Linked DNA regions of Mus musculus: region 1 is linked to region 2. A link is a contact called in public promoter capture Hi-C data. All regions are on one chromosome and are shown on one strand. The core of a region is the stretch at or near the end of the contact, and the rest is flanking DNA. Distances in the headings are between cores, read along the strand shown.

Region 1 (4,018 bases), core at 1,414-3,913, 490 kb after region 2:
AAAGTGAAGTGAAATCCCACCCGACCTCCTTACGAGCATGCTTCAGATATTGATGAGGGCAAAGTTGCACAAAGAAGCCTGGGAGATCTGAGATGAGGCAAAGGGGACATAGGTTCCACAGTGAAGTGAATGTCCCAAACTGTATTCATTGTTCATACACCAACCTTGTCATGTAACTTACATGAAAGTACATGAGGGGAAAACACATGTGTCATATAAATATAAGCTTCTGGCTTTTAAAAAGATATAAACAATTATATTCTAAAAACTTACCATTCATATTTCTACTCCTACCTATAAGGTTATAAATGATTATTCAAGTTCTCAGAACTAAAGTGATGCAATGGAAGAATTCAAATGTCCTGCCTAGCATACAGTGTTCCTTAAGTACCTTAAAAAGCTTGCACATGTGCAAAGATTTAACACAGGCTCTGGGGTACCCAGCGATGAGAGAGGAGAGAGGGTCTAAATGATGGTTTACTATTGCATGACTCCTAAGGACACCTTCAACTTCAATTACCAATCCTATGTTCATATCGTTCCGTTTATGGTTTCAGTATCTGCATAAGTAGCTTTTCAAGGCAGGAATGTACCCACCACCCTTCTTCAGTGAACGAAGTCCCTGCCCTTTACTACCTACGGCTCCTCGCTTCTCAGTGATCGCCCTATGAACAAATACTACTCACTGCTACTCACTTCGTTCACTTACCAACAAATACTAAACTAGACTCTCCTTTAGTATGTTTTCATCCATTTTACAGGTTAAAATAAAAACAAAGCAAAAACTAATGCTCAAAGAGACTAAAGAACTCTCCACTGAAACAGCTTGTAAGTGGGCCCGACATAGCCCTCTGTAAGGACACTCTCCCACGCTATCACAGAACCTTGTTAAAAAAACAAAACAAAAGACAGTATCTACTCATTTAACTTGGAGTTCTAGAATGTAGCTGGCACTCGAATGCACTATCCCAGTGTTGTCCTAGTTTTGTACTGCAGGAAAAGTGCATGTGAAAAGTCTGTGATCAGGGGCTGGAGAGACGGCTCAGTGCTGAAGGGCGTGCACTGCTCTGCCAGAGGAGCTGATTCATCTCCCAGCACACATATCAGGTGGCCCACAGCCACATCTAACTGCAGCTCCAGGAGGAGCTAATGCCTTTGGCCTCCTTGGGCATCTGCGCATATACACGCATAGCTACCTACAGACATGGTTACACATACATGATCCAAAATAATAAACATAAATATTTTTTTAAAAAAATTAAATCTGCAATCCCACATTTCTGTAGTGCTTCACAAAAAGGCATCACAGGCAGTACTTCTTGTTCTCTCCAAACACCTCATGAAAAAGTAGAATAACATCCATTTCAGGTGACTGCGGGGTCACTCCTAACTAGCATCCCAATTATTTCCAGAGAGGATGTCTTCCTCCCCAGACACAACCAAAGACTTTATTAACAATTTTGCCTTTGTAGAAACTTTAAAAATCATACTATACTAGCAACTAAAAGTACTTTACTTTTAATGTGTGTGCACATGCAGGTGTGTGTGTGTGTGTGTGTGTGTGTGTGTGTGTGCACATGTGCATGCACACGCGTGCCAGAACAGGCTGGAAATTAATCTTGGGTGTCATTTCTCAGGAGCTGTCTGTCTTGTTCAGGGGGCTCACTGGTCTGGCAGAGTTAACTTGAGTCCAGGGAGCCCCCACACACACTGGGGTCACAGGCAAGCACCACCACATATGGCTTTTCATGGAGGTGCCGGAGCTTAGACTCAGGTCCCCATGCTCATGGGACAAGCACTTTACCAACTGGAGGTTTTTCTCCAGTCACAAAAAGTAATTTAAATTATGAATTCTCTCATAAGAGAAATCTTAGATATCATGGCATGTAATGCCATCAATTCCCCGATGACACAGATGAGGCCCAGGTGGGACAGCTTGGTCAAAATCGTATCGGTAAAAACCAACAGCAGTGGAATGAATGGGGAAACTGCTTCTGGGCCTGAAAATATGCTGCTCCCCAATATCTAAGTGTGGAGTCACAGCTGAGACTGGGAGAGCTTTCACAGTGGAGACTCAGCCTCCCACTTTCTAGACCAAGCAGAGCCACCAAACTAAAACCATTCCTCAGAGCAAAAGGACTGTGTCTAAAGAACCGTTTTCTGAAAGGAGAGGAGGAGGACTAAGGGGGCTCACACTTGCAGCATTGCAGTGCCCACCACGGAGCTAACACTCAGCTTTCCCCGCCTTCCTGCAGAACCCGGTAGGAAAGGGGTTAAAATTCTCAGGAAGCAACAAAAAAGTCTTTTGATGAACCTTCCAAAAAAGTCAAATACAAACCACCAGCAGTTAATACCTCAAGCATCTGCATGCTTCTCAAATTACTAAAAGGATAATGGTAAGAAAAATTACATTTGCATGTTTTTAGACTACATACACACCTTTATTAAAAGAACAAAGGAGTGATCTCACTTCACCTCCCTCCTCAGTGAACAAAGCCAATTCTGCTTAAATGTCGACCTAAAAGGGAATCTCGAAGAGAGATGACGCACAGACATGAAATCAAAGGAGACAGTGGGCAGCAGAGTTAAGTAATACTGGAAATGAGCTTCAGTTCAGGCTGCCCAGGTCTCCGCTGTAGCCACACGACTCCCCGCTCTACCTATTAAACACCATGCAAGGTTTCCCGGTCCAGGCCGTAGCGCCTCACCAGCCTCACAGTTAAACACCGTGGTGTTGGATTTCCAATATTGAAGCTTTATATTAAAAAGCATTTTAAAAGGATCACGCGTGGAGCCTTACAGGGCCCAGGGGTATTTCAATACCCTCAAAAGGAAAACCACCTCCTGGTAGGGAAGTCACTTTCATCACCCCAAGACCACTGAGCCTCCAGTGGGAAAATGGGAACTCATGTGGTTAATTACGGTGATTGCAGGCCATGCAACCTCAGATGTCACAGTCTGTTGCCAATCATTTTAGTTGAAAACCAAAAGGTTTAAGGTTCCCAGCATTCTGAGATCTGAAAGATGTTTTACCTGACAAAGCCAAAACATGGCCCTCTGAGATGTGCTTTTCCAGCAAGCATTAACGATGCCCGCCACACCTAACACAGAGCAGAGGTGTGGGTTTCCGAGGCTGCTCTAGGGAGTTAGAAAGGTCATACATGATACTTCTGCTAGTGAGAAGCTGGAGGGAGGGAGGTTGGGAGGGAGGGAGGGAGGAAGGGAGGGAGGATGGTTGGGAGCAAGGGAGTGAACTGTAAGACTTAGGTATGTGAAATGATACTAACTCAACAGTGTTCGAAGGGCTTGGAAGCAAAGCCACAGTTCCCTTATAGTAGGTACTTATGATTTGTTCTTAAGATGTAGAAAGCCACTCAAAGCTAGAGCTTTTGTGTATAATCTTTATGATAAAAATTCTTACCAACACACAACAGCTACACAAACATTATAAGTCAGTTCAGCGTTCCTTTAGTTCTATGTTGGACAAACTGTTCATATGACAATGCATCTGAGTGCAGAGTGATCTCAAAGCTCTTACCATCCCGCCTTCCCAGTCCCTGAGGCAGCTCCTCTGTTAAGGGACCCAGCACCCTCTGATGCAGACAGGACAAAATAGTTAAGACTCTAATCAGTGCCACAGCAGTTATGAAGTCATTCCATGTTCTCAGTGAAACACTGTTTGACATATGGACTCTCCTTTCCAAGAAATCATGCCTGCATGAAGGGACACAGACACAGAGGACACCTGGGTCTCATTACCACAAAAGGTTCTCGTGTTATGGATTACTTAAAAACACACAAGCACAAACATTGGGTTTTTTCTTTTCTTTTCATTTCTCGTTTTTAAACTAAATGTCTCAGTCAATGGAACTCAGATGAGCGTTCCTCTCTGGACCCTTTCCTCGCATTGTGTCCAGCTCTCTCTGGCAAGCTCTAACAATAACTGAGTCATTCAGAAAAGCATAATAAATACAGGGCCCCTGGTGGGGTTTCCCAAACATCACTGACCCATGCAGTG
Region 2 (4,376 bases), core at 841-3,340:
CACCGTTGACTGCTGATTTCTTCTGTTGCTCCTTCCTCTGGCTCTGTGTCCTCCCCCATCTCCATGCTGAGCAGACGGAGGATATGTGCTACTTCATCCATAGCCAAAAACTGTCTTACCCAGCCGACCAAGGGCTCCTAGGGGGCAGAAACCATACAGGCTGAAGACATTGTGACCCTGTGAGGTATAGGGAGAAAAACCCTCTAGGCTAGTGGTTCTCAACCTGTGGGTCTCGACCCCTAAGGGGGTTTAGCTCAGATATCCTGCATATCAGATACTTACATTAGAATTCATAACAATGGCAAAATTACAGTTGTGACGTAACAATGAAATAACTTTCTGGCCAGGGGTCACCACAGCATGAGGAACTGTATTGAAGGGTTACAGGGTTAGGAAGGCTGAGAACCGCTGCTCTAGGAATACTTGCAAAGCAGGACAGGCACACCACCAGCTGCACTTGGGCATAGAATGGACTAACTGTGTAAAGAGGCCAGAAATGCCAGCAGCCATTTCCTGGGGTCTGTGTGCCCTGCTGTGGCCACTAATTCTTTCTTAGAGACATCCTGAGAGTCTCACACCCAGACTAATGAGAGCAAAGACCTCAGATATCACCATATGCCCACAGCCTTGGCGGACTGAGGTCTTAAATGGTGAGGACTCTGGCACCTGTAGACAGAGGGCATGGAGCAGGGGCTCTCTGAGAAGCATGAGATAGGAGAAGACTTTCTGAACTGTCAGAAAGAGCTCTAGACCCAGCTGCAGAAAAGACATGTGACCCTGTGGGCTCCGACAGCAGAAATGACAGAGACAGGATTCAAACCCTGTTCCCCCTGTGCAGTTCACTGCCAGAACCTCTCCTCTTGTGTATGGATGGGAAGTGAAGTTGGATAGCATGTTCCTTCCCCCCTCAGGAAGAGGGCAGATCAGTGACTGACATGGCAGAGTGAAGGAGGATGCTAAACCCCAGCCAAGACCCCTATATCTCTGCACCAGAGACTTCTAGCAGTCAGTCAGAGCTCAGCAATAAGGGCAGGGAGGGTGCTGAGATGGTCCAGTCCTTCAGGCTCCTTCTGAAGTCTGGGCTGGATCAAAGAGGAGGGTACCAGGTACTCCCCTGGACCTCTGCAGTTTCTGATAGGTGGTCTCAGGTTATGTCACCTCCTGTCATGGTCCCTTTGGAGCTGGGGTCCTGGAGAGCCTCTGCTTACCCAGAAGGGAGAGTCCATGGGTGTGGGCTTACATGGGGAAGCGTGGCATGCACCCTGCAAATGCATAGTAAATAGTGTCTGGTGGTGTTTGTTCAGCCAGCCTGAGTACCTGGGCAGCTGAAGGCTCCGTTTACACAAAAAGAAACTCATGCTTGCATTGAGCTCATCTCAATGCTGCTTACAGCAGGGTGGTCCAGGAGCTAAGTGTCAAGTAGGTGTCTAGTTTCTATGGGTGTTGGTGAGGGATGTTATTGGGTCTCCTAGAGCCTCAGGTGGCAGCTTTTTCTGGAAGTACAAGGCTTGTCAAGGTATTTTATGCAGTAGGCAGTTGCACAGGTGCCCATAGCCAGACGGTGCCCGGCCTGGGGGGTCTGGGGGGAAGGAGGCTCAGAGCTAGGTCAGACAGGGATGCCAGGCTTGTGTTTCTTCCTTGCTACCTCAGCCACTGGACCCCTGTGACACAGGCAAGTTACTGCCAGGGCAGACCCTGACCTCAGCATCTGGACAGCAGGTGGGCTGGCTCACTCCGTTCTAATGTCTCTCTCTGGCTTGAATATGAATATCTGGGTTAGCTCTTTTCTTTCCGGCATTGATTGGATCAAGGCCCTTTGCTTAAGCACAGATGTCTGCAACTCATTCATAAAAGACATTTCCGGAGGACTTTCTTTGGGCCAGGTCCAAGACATCCATGTCAATCAAAGTAGCCCCTGTCCGTGCAGAGCTCACTGTCTGCGGGTCCCCATTCCACCATTGTTCCAGGACACTGAGCTGTAGGGAGAAGACACAGTTAGGGAGGGCCTCTGTGGAAGACATGTTGGGATTCCCCGTGAGGAATTCTCATACAGGTCTGCTCCATGCATGTCCAGGGATGGCTGTGCAAGGGGGTGGGACCAGTGCTAGGCATGGTCACTGCATGTAAACTGGACTGCAGTGAGTCAGTCGACAGGTTGGTCAATGCCACAGACAGACTTGATGGACCCTGCTCTGTGTTTAAGCCAAGAGTACCATAGGCAAAGTGGAGTTTGAACAGTCTGTGGGCCTTTCGCAGGTAGGCAGTTCAGTGGGGGTCGATGGAGACAGGCTAGGGGCAGGGGTAAAACTAAGCTGGCTGATGTAGACATTACACTCTTTGCTAGGGAGGGCAGGGGCACCTGGGGTGAGAATCTGGGAGCCACCAGATGGAGATGTGCATTTGCATAGAATTATGACCCTTAACGATGCATTTTGTGGAAGGAAACGAGTTGCTAAGAGCCCTGTGTTCGAATCCCAACTCCCACCATATCAGCTGGGTGGTCCTGAAGTCTCTCTTACCCTCTCCAACCTGGATTTTGGTAAAAATCTATAATTACATCAGATTACCCATATGCACTGGGTGGGCTGTTGTAAGGCTCTGACAAGATCGCCAGTCTGAAAGTCCTGATGTATTAAGTAGGTGCTGGGAAGGACAAGTTAATTTTGGGATAAGGAACTGGAGTGTCAATGTTGATGTGTCCTGTTAATGATCTTTCAGTTAAATTGTCATCAGATAACCCGTTGGGTTCTGGTATCCCTTTATTCTATTCTGTCTCCTTACTCCTACGACCTGGATGCTGTGCTGGACCAGAGCAGGCCACTGATATGGTGGTATTTAGCAGCTGCAGAAAGGAACGAGTCACAGCAGGAATGTGGTCTGAGCTGTGCTGGCTGGACCAAATCAAAGGGCTGGCACAAAAGCCTGCTGGTTTCCCTGTTGCAAACATCTTTTCCTGATGACGCTTCCAGCCTAAAGCTAGAATTTTATCTGGGATGTGGCAAGGACCCAGGTGTGAAACTGGAAGCTGTGGGCCATGTTGCCCCTCTGTTCTGCATCACTGTGAGTGAAATATGGCTTAGTTTCCCATAGAACAGGATACTAGTCAACACATACGTATTCTTAGAGCTCTCTACTATGTCTCTGTCTACTGCTCCCTTCTGCCCAGCACCAGCAGGACTGCCAGTCAGGGCCAGAGAGCAGCTTGGGGCATCAGCTTGGGTGGAGGCAAGGCTAACATCCTGGGACTCTGGGGGAAGCACCCCAAGCTTGGGGAGAGGGCGAGTCATCTTTCCTACAGAACCCTGTCCCCACCTACTGTCCTGTCCCCATTAATGCCAGCATCTCTGCCACCCTTGCTCTCCCTAGGTGAACAAGGAGGCCTTGTGCCACGGCCTTGGCCTGCTCCAGGTCCCCTCGGTGCTCTCACTGGACATCCAAGCTCTCTACTTGTCCGGGAACCAACTGCAGAGCATCCTGGTCTCCCCACTGGGCTTCTATACAGCGCTTCGTCACCTGGATTTAAGTGACAACCAGATTAGCTTCCTCCAGGCTGGGGTCTTCCAGGCCCTGCCCTACCTGGAGCACCTTAACCTGGCCCACAATCGGCTTGCCACAGGCATGGCTCTCAACAGTGGTGGTCTGGGCCGCCTGCCCCTTTTGGTCTCCCTGGACCTGTCTGGGAACAGCCTGCATGGCAATCTGGTGGAGCGACTGTTGGGTGAGACCCCGAGGCTGCGTACGCTCTCACTGGCGGAGAACAGCCTCACTCGCCTGGCACGCCACACCTTCTGGGGTATGCCAGCGGTGGAGCAATTAGACCTCCACAGCAATGTCCTCATGGATATCGAGGACGGTGCCTTTGAGGCCCTGCCCCACCTGACTCACCTCAATCTCTCCAGAAACTCCCTCACCTGCATCTCAGACTTCAGCCTCCAGCAGCTGCAGGTACTAGACTTGAGCTGCAACAGCATTGAGGCCTTCCAGACGGCCCCGGAACCACAGGCCCAGTTCCAGTTGGCCTGGCTCGACCTCCGGGAGAACAAGCTGCTCCACTTCCCTGACCTGGCCGTGTTCCCGAGACTCATCTACCTGAATGTGTCTAACAACCTCATCCAGCTCCCTGCGGGGCTGCCCCGGGGCAGTGAGGACCTCCACGCACCCTCTGAAGGCTGGTCAGCCTCTCCACTGTCCAACCCCAGCCGGAATGCCAGCACCCACCCTCTCTCCCAGCTCCTGAACCTGGATCTGAGTTACAATGAGATCGAACTGGTCCCTGCTAGCTTTCTTGAACACCTGACCTCCCTGCGCTTCCTCAACCTCAGCAGAAACTGCCTGCGATCCTTTGAGGCTCGACAAGTGGACTCCCTGCCCTGCCT

What was found. Promoter capture Hi-C pulls out the DNA fragments that hold promoters and counts their contacts.
Region 1: a contact with region 2 is called in a promoter capture Hi-C map of embryonic stem cells, with 4 times the contacts expected there. The contact joins two enhancer-like sites. A contact is called at or near these places in 4 of 39 promoter capture datasets (cranial neural crest, embryonic stem cells, hippocampal neurons and 1 more) and 1 of 9 other capture datasets (liver).

What each region holds. Positions count from the first base shown.
Region 1 is chr7:98,980,553-98,984,570 of GRCm38.p6, forward strand. The region is part of intron 11 of Uvrag (UV radiation resistance associated gene); the gene reads right to left. Among named protein-coding and RNA genes, the nearest start is that of Gm33827, 110 kb to the left of the region's middle. Within about 2 kb of position 2,664, at least 9 of the 459 cell types and tissues checked have an H3K27ac peak or open chromatin away from gene starts, as enhancers often do.
Region 2 is chr7:98,494,736-98,499,111 of GRCm38.p6, forward strand. It overlaps Lrrc32 (leucine rich repeat containing 32), which reads left to right. Exons shown (of 3, transcript NM_001113379.2): 3 at 3,367-4,376. Among named protein-coding and RNA genes, the nearest start is that of Lrrc32, 6.9 kb to the left of the region's middle. Within about 2 kb of position 2,091, at least 5 of the 459 cell types and tissues checked have an H3K27ac peak or open chromatin away from gene starts, as enhancers often do.